Regions from separate parts of the Gossypium arboreum genome. Here region 1 is linked to region 2. A link is a contact called in public Hi-C data. All regions are on one chromosome and are shown on one strand. Each heading gives the region's core, a stretch centred on a gene start, on an enhancer-like site or on the middle of the called end of the contact. The rest is flanking DNA. Distances are from core to core; before and after follow the strand shown.

Region 1 (3,653 bases), core at 817-3,316, 280 kb before region 2:
TTACTTATTACGTCAATAAGTTGTTGTTAGATTTGCGTGGGTTGTGTTAAAGGAATAGTTCACATAAGTTTGTGATTTATTTTACTGTTATTGTTCGATTCTGCTCGATTTGTCTAAGTGGACTTTAACGATTAGATTCTCCCTATGTTTTAATTAGTATGCAATTAACTTTGTTTTAGGCGAAAGGGGTAGAAATCAATGTCCTCTGGAGGAGTAATCGTTGTGATTATTTACTGGTTTCTAAAGAGTAAGTATTCGACATTAGTATACGTTCTGAAATTTTGGTTTAAAAATTCATTCTTAGAAGGGTTTTATTGTGATTAATGAGTAGGGTTTGATAAAAAATTGTAGATTTTGTGAGTTTCAGGAGTGTGGTTAATCATATTTTCGATCAGGTGTGTGAAAACGACACTTAAACTCGATAGAAACTTGACAAATCATGAAACAGGGGCTATTTTCAAAACTGCCCACTGCCACACGTTCGTGTCTCAAGTAATGTGGTAGATCGTGTTTGGCACATGGTCGTGTGAAACTTTGTAGAACGTGTGGCCAGATTATGTATGGTCAAGCTGTGTGTGGCACACCGCCGTGTGAAACTGTGCAAACAGTGTGGGTAGACTATGTGGAGCACACAGGCTAAGTTTTTAGGTCGTGTGGGTGAGACGATTGTGTGGTTCTTTTTGCTCAATTTTAGGGCTCAATTAGGGGCTATTTGAGGGACTCAAAATTTAGGCCTATAGGCATCATATGGGGCCGGAAAGGCTTAAGTTTCAATACATAAAAGTATTCGGATAAGCTTAAGAGGTATGTTAAGTAAGAAATGTTATCTTTAAATTGTGCTATGTTATAATTTGTATGAAATATGTAGTATGTATGCCATATGATTTATGATATATGTAAGTATGCTATATGATTATGATTTATTTGTGTTTCAGGGTGGGTTATGATATGATGGAGGAAGTGCTATATGGCAGCTAGACCGCAAATTTTGTATGGCAGCTCAATTGCAAATATCTGAGTGGCACATTGCTACAAATTGGTGTGATTGGATGGATAGACTCTTGTAGTCCTATATGGTGTGATTGGCTGGACGGAGATAGTGTATAGCGGATGGGGGTAGGGCATGATATGGTAGGATAAAATATGCTATGTTATGATTCAATATAACATGATATGCTAAGATTCAATATGATATGATACGTTAAGATATGATTTGTATAAAATATTATATGATATGAAACTATATCAGACATTCTGATACATATGTATGTTTGTACTAAAATTATGAGCCAAATCACACATTGTGCTTTAAGCTCATGCCTTTGTTGCTTTGTTTCAGGTGATCTTCTGACTTAGGATAGGATGGTGACTCTAGAGCTCGGGTTTCACATTCTATTTTGGTTTAGTACTATGGATTTCACTGGTTGTTGTTGTTATTATGGACATTCTGGACTTTTTCTTGGGTTTAATTTATTTTTAGATATTTTATGATTTGTTGAGATCTTTAGAACCTTTCTGGTTTTTATTATGCAAAAGTCTTTTCCTTTTTAATAACGCTTAACTTGAGATAACTAAAAGAAAAAGAGAATCACGATTTTTCAAATGATACGCGGTACTGTTTTCTGCTGTAAGTCTAATTGAAGTTTTCAAAGTGATTTATCTTGCAAATGTATCAATGAATTGGTTTTGATTTTAGTAAAATGATATAAGTTGTGCCTTTAGAAAATTGCTATGCTTTCAAAAAGCTATTCTAATTACTTTTCTTTCTGCTAAAATGGGCTTTCAATAAAATTAAATTTTAATTGAAAATTATTGAATATAAATATTAGAGATAAAAATTAATAAAAATAACTAATGAAAGGTAAAGTTATCCTTTTATTTAAAATTTATTTAATAAGTAAACCATAAACAAGTAAGTATTTTTAATCAAGCATAAGGTGGTTTGAATACTTTTTCGTATATAGTATAATATGAGATAATAAAGGTTGAGATCCAAAAGATTATACAGCCCAAAGGGCCCAAGACATTAACAAACGATGGATAGCTACAAACTGGAGACTAATTATACCCTTCAACCTTTCAACTGTATCATCGAAGGGATATTGAAGTTTACACATCGATGCATTCTTAGTTCATCCTTGTTTGCAGGTCCAATCTACGCTCGTGATTCAACATCCAGCTCTCAGAATCTTTCACCATCTCTAGAAGATACAAACATCACTCACATTTTCCATGAAGCTTTTGTTTGGTGATGGCAATCAAATTGGCTACGCGTACAGTACACCTCAATTGCAAATAGTTTCAGGGTGCGACGAAGTTTTGGTTCTGGCCTTAAATAGACAAGGGGGAAAGCCCATTTTATCATTATTTCACTTCAATGGTCTCAAGTGGGCTCTTCTAATCCCATCCCATTAACATATAGTAGGTCCAGTTAATTAGTATTCATAGATTTCGGTTAAAAATTAGGGTATTATACTTAATATTAAGTATTAGTAACTTTATATTTTATAATTCATTTTAAAAGTTTACAAAATGTCATTAACTATTCAAAAGTTAAAGTCACTAAATTGTTAAAATTATTGTTGTAAAGCCTTTTCTGTTCGCAACACCTACACTAATAAAAAATTCAGCTTTTCTTTTATGAAACAACTTTGATTATAAAAAAATTATAAATCAAAATCTAAATAATTTTTTTCTTCAATCTCCGACACTAATCATTAGATCAACTTAGATCTAAAATATGTTTTTCTACTAATCGATAGGTACTAATCCACCATACTAATTATCGAATCATCGCTTGGAGCTCACTAGTGGAGCTTACAAAAACTTAATAACTCAATTACTTAAATAAAAACTTTTGAACAATTCTTTGACTATTTTGTAAATTTTTGAAATTAAGTGACTAAAATATAAACTTACTAATAATTTAGTGATATTGGGTATAATTTACCTTAAAAATTATTTAACTTAATTTGTTATTTTATTACATTAAATAAATAATCCATCAATTATATTACATTTTATAAATATTATCTTAACTAAAATTGATTAACATTTTCCACTAAGGTATATATACTCTTAACTTGAAACTAAATCTGAAACTTGTTATTTGATGTCTTAAATATGAAAATAGAATACCAAATGTTACATTTAAAAAAGAGGATGACTAATTTAATTTGGATGTCGGCCTAGCATTTCAACAAGTCTAAGTAATATATAGCTGCCTAAAAACTTCCTAGCCAGCCTAATCATTATGCAGGTGAAAAATAAATAAAATTAAACAATGCATTTAAAAATAATAATAATTATTGATAAAATAATAAAATGTAAATAATTTTGTTAATTAACTTTTGGTTGTATTGATAAAATTGATGTTTTAGAATGTTGTGTACCCTAGTTCAAATCCTTAGGATGAATTTTTATTTTATTTTAAAATAAAATAAATTATTTATATAATTCTTATTTATGATTTTTGTTTTAAAATTTTGATAATTCATAATTTTTAACCTGAATTGATGCTCGATTAACTTATGATACTAACTTAATAAGGAACTTAAATAATAGTATAGTTTAAATATATAGCAACATTTCTAGATTAAGTATGCTTCAAAACATTGCATATTTAATGGTTTAACTTCTGAATGCCTGAATCT
Region 2 (3,236 bases), core at 219-2,718:
AATCAAAATGAAAACTTACCTGTCATTTAGTGATTAATAATATAATTTACCTTGTATAAATTCATGAAATTATTCAACCATATTTCCTTTGAAAGAAAAGAAAGGCATGAAATATTGAGAAACCAAGGTAATAAAAATGTTGGTCTTGGTTTTGGTGAAGTGTCGTGAATCGAGGCCCAACTAAGTAGAGTGACTAGTCGGGTTTCAATTACCTAACGGAGGGTTCCCATCGACGGGTGCCTTTTAAACAGCGACTTTGAAACATTTATCCAATTTCCTCGTCACCATAAACAATGGAAGAAAAACCAAAGCCCATCCCATGCTTATTAAATTTAACCTATTTCTCCCTTTCATGTCTGGCCAATGTTATGCTAATGTGTCTCCTTCATGACTCAGCGTATTAATTAGGAAAAATTAGACTGGCCCAACTCAACTTCAGTGCATAAATGTATGAGTAATTTTAATGTGTGGGAATAGCAGTTTGAACAAGAAAGTTGTCGAATGTTGGTACCAATGGTTAAAGTTCAAATTTAGGTAATTTTATCGCGCTTTCTTTTCTTTTTAAATTAGTAATGATAAAAAACAACTATAAGACAATTAACACTTTTTAAATATGATAATTATAGGAACAAACAACAATCTTTTTCTTGAGAAACTTTGAAATATATAATTCAATGACGAGTTTTCACATTTAGTTTTGAGGATCAATCACAATATCTAAAAATAATAATTTCATGAAACATGTTCTTGCTATAACATTTTCAATTAAATTCTCTAAATTTTTTTAATTTCAGTTATTATAACTTGATATGATGATTAATTCATTCCAAGTGTTTAAAAATAAAGATTGATTAGTAGCATTTTGTTATTTTTAATCCATAACACATAATTTAAGTTATAAATAAAAAGTATGGAATTTATTTTGAGGGAGCCCATTCAATTTATTTTAACGTATGTAAATATACTCTATAAATTAATAAAATATTAAGGGCTTACTTAGGAATTTAGCAAAAACTTGGGAAGTCAACACTTTTAACAATTATCTAAAAGCTGAGGTAAGTTATCGTATATAACCCACTGTTAAAGAAATGGTGAAATAATGTATTTTATGAATTTTAAAGTTTTAGTCGTCATTAAACTATTAAATTAATAAATTTATTAAGTTGAATTTTATTAATTTTAAAATATGACGTTATAAATATATTATTACATAATACTATTATATTAATTTATTATTTTTACACAAAAAATTAAATTTAAAATTATTGTTTAAGTCAAAATAAGAATTTAAATTTTAAAAATACATGAACTAAATCTACAAAATTTAACTAAATATTATAATTGAAGAAGTGTGGTGTTGCAGGATGAAAGTAAAAGGAAAAGTGTTGGGGATTAGGTGAGGAAAATAATGGTGGTTGAATAGCCTCCTGTTTGATTGAGACACGTGGGTGGCAATGTATTTATTTAATTTTATAAATATGCCGTGAAATCTCGACAGAAATCCTCCAAAAATGTAGCCTGGATTACAGGTCATATAATTATGTTGGAGTAAATAAGTAGAGCCTTAATGTTGGTAAACACTTACACTACGGCCAGGGAGAGCAGTTGCTTCAATTACGCTGTCCTCGTTTGTTATTTTCCTTTTGGGTTTAACTAAAAGCCTTTATAATAATCGTTATGAAAGAAAGAGAGCCTCTTTTTTTTTCTTACTTAAATCTCAGTTTCAATCTAAGACGAAAAGTAATGGGTGAAGTTAGCGTGTTTTGATCCACAACCTTGGCGGTGTTGATTCGTCAGATGACATGCGGGGGTGTTTTAGTAATCATTCTTTACTACTGTATTCCAAGAACTCGCAGAGAAAAAAGTAAGAAAGAAAGAATTCCCTCCCATTTTGGGGAAATAAAGGAAAACACTTTGATTCAGTCAGTGTCTCTAATTCCAAATTACTCAACATTTCTTCTTCTTCTTCTTCTTCTTCTTTTAAAAAATAAATAAATAAATAAATAATAGAATTTGCTTCCACAGCCTATCCTACTTCTCCTTTCTCTTTGCTTCACTCTCTGGGTTTTTCTTTTTCCTTCCATATCTCACTCAAAATTCTATCTCATCAGATCTCTTGTCATAATCAGATCAGGAGGGAAGGATGCTGGAACCGTCCGATGTGTAGACTTTTGACTTTGTTGTGATCGGTAGGGACTTTAGATGGGGCAATGTTACGGCAAAGTTAGTCAAACGCAAGTAAATGAAACGACGTCAAATGCTACCACAACAGTCACAGAGGTGATTCCAGCCGATCCTGGGGGGCAAACGCCACTGCAATCCAGTAACGGCGCTGTTAATTATTTTCAATCAGTTAAGCATACTCCAGCTAGGTCATCCAGCCAGAGTCAATGGCCCAGCCCTTACCCCCACGGGGTGACTGCCAGTCCGCTTCCACCGGGTGTATCCCCTTCTCCGGCCAGGGCTTCAAGGGGTTCCACGCCTAGGAGATTCTTCCGGCGCCCGTTCCCGCCGCCTTCGCCGGCCAAACACATAAAAGCGTCGCTGTTGAAGCGTCTTGGCGGGAAGCCAAAGGAAGGACCGATCCCTGAGGATCCTGGAACTGAGCCGGAGCAAGCGTTGGATAAGAGCTTTGGTTATGGCAAGAATTTTGGAGCTAAGTATGAACTTGGAAAAGAAATAGGACGAGGGCATTTTGGTCACACTTGCTCTGCTAGAGGTAAAAAGGGTGACCTTAAGGATCAACCCCTTGCTGTTAAGATCATCTCAAAAGCTAAGGTATTCTCTTCACTCCATTTCTATGATATTCTTACCCTGTTCATGCTAATTGCTAAATAATTTTTTTAACTTTTGAGATATTTAGATTATTTTCTTAATGTTGGAGCTTCTTTCTGGAGGTATTGTTCTTAAAATTGGATTTCATTAAAATAGTCTTAAGAGAAGGACCTTTAGTTATTGATCGATGGCATAGCTGTTTATTATGCATTCCAAACACCTCATAGATGTTTGTTTTCCTCGATTCAACTAAACTCGGCCGATTATGTCTTTCTTGAAGAAGGTAAGTTACATAAGCCGGACATAATTCTAGAATAATCATGTTTACGACTTGGCCCCTGCCAACTTCGCTTATCATTGATATTTGGCTGTTACATGAGCTATTCGAGACATACAAGGCTTAAAAGGATACCTCTTGCATTGATTAGCCATTTCATTTTTATTTTCTCTAGGGGGAAGTG

The links. A called contact is a pair of places that touch in the nucleus more often than the background predicts.
Region 1: a Hi-C map of leaf shows a contact between it and region 2, with 4 times the contacts expected there. The contact joins the enhancer-like site here to the promoter of LOC108453195 in region 2. A contact is called at or near these places in 2 of 5 Hi-C or Micro-C datasets (both in leaf).

Annotation. Positions count from the first base shown.
Region 1 is chr7:75,527,779-75,531,431 of ASM2569848v2, reverse strand. No RefSeq gene overlaps it. Among protein-coding and RNA genes, the nearest start is that of LOC128296142, 19 kb to the right of the region's middle. Within about 2 kb of position 2,066, at least 1 of the 2 cell types and tissues checked has an H3K27ac peak or open chromatin away from gene starts, as enhancers often do. A contact at or near this core is called in leaf, where this site is marked.
Region 2 is chr7:75,243,324-75,246,559 of ASM2569848v2, reverse strand. It overlaps LOC108453195 (CDPK-related kinase 3-like), which reads left to right and starts at 1,468. Exons shown (of 11, transcript XM_053030531.1): 1 at 1,468-2,778. The coding sequence starts at 2,203.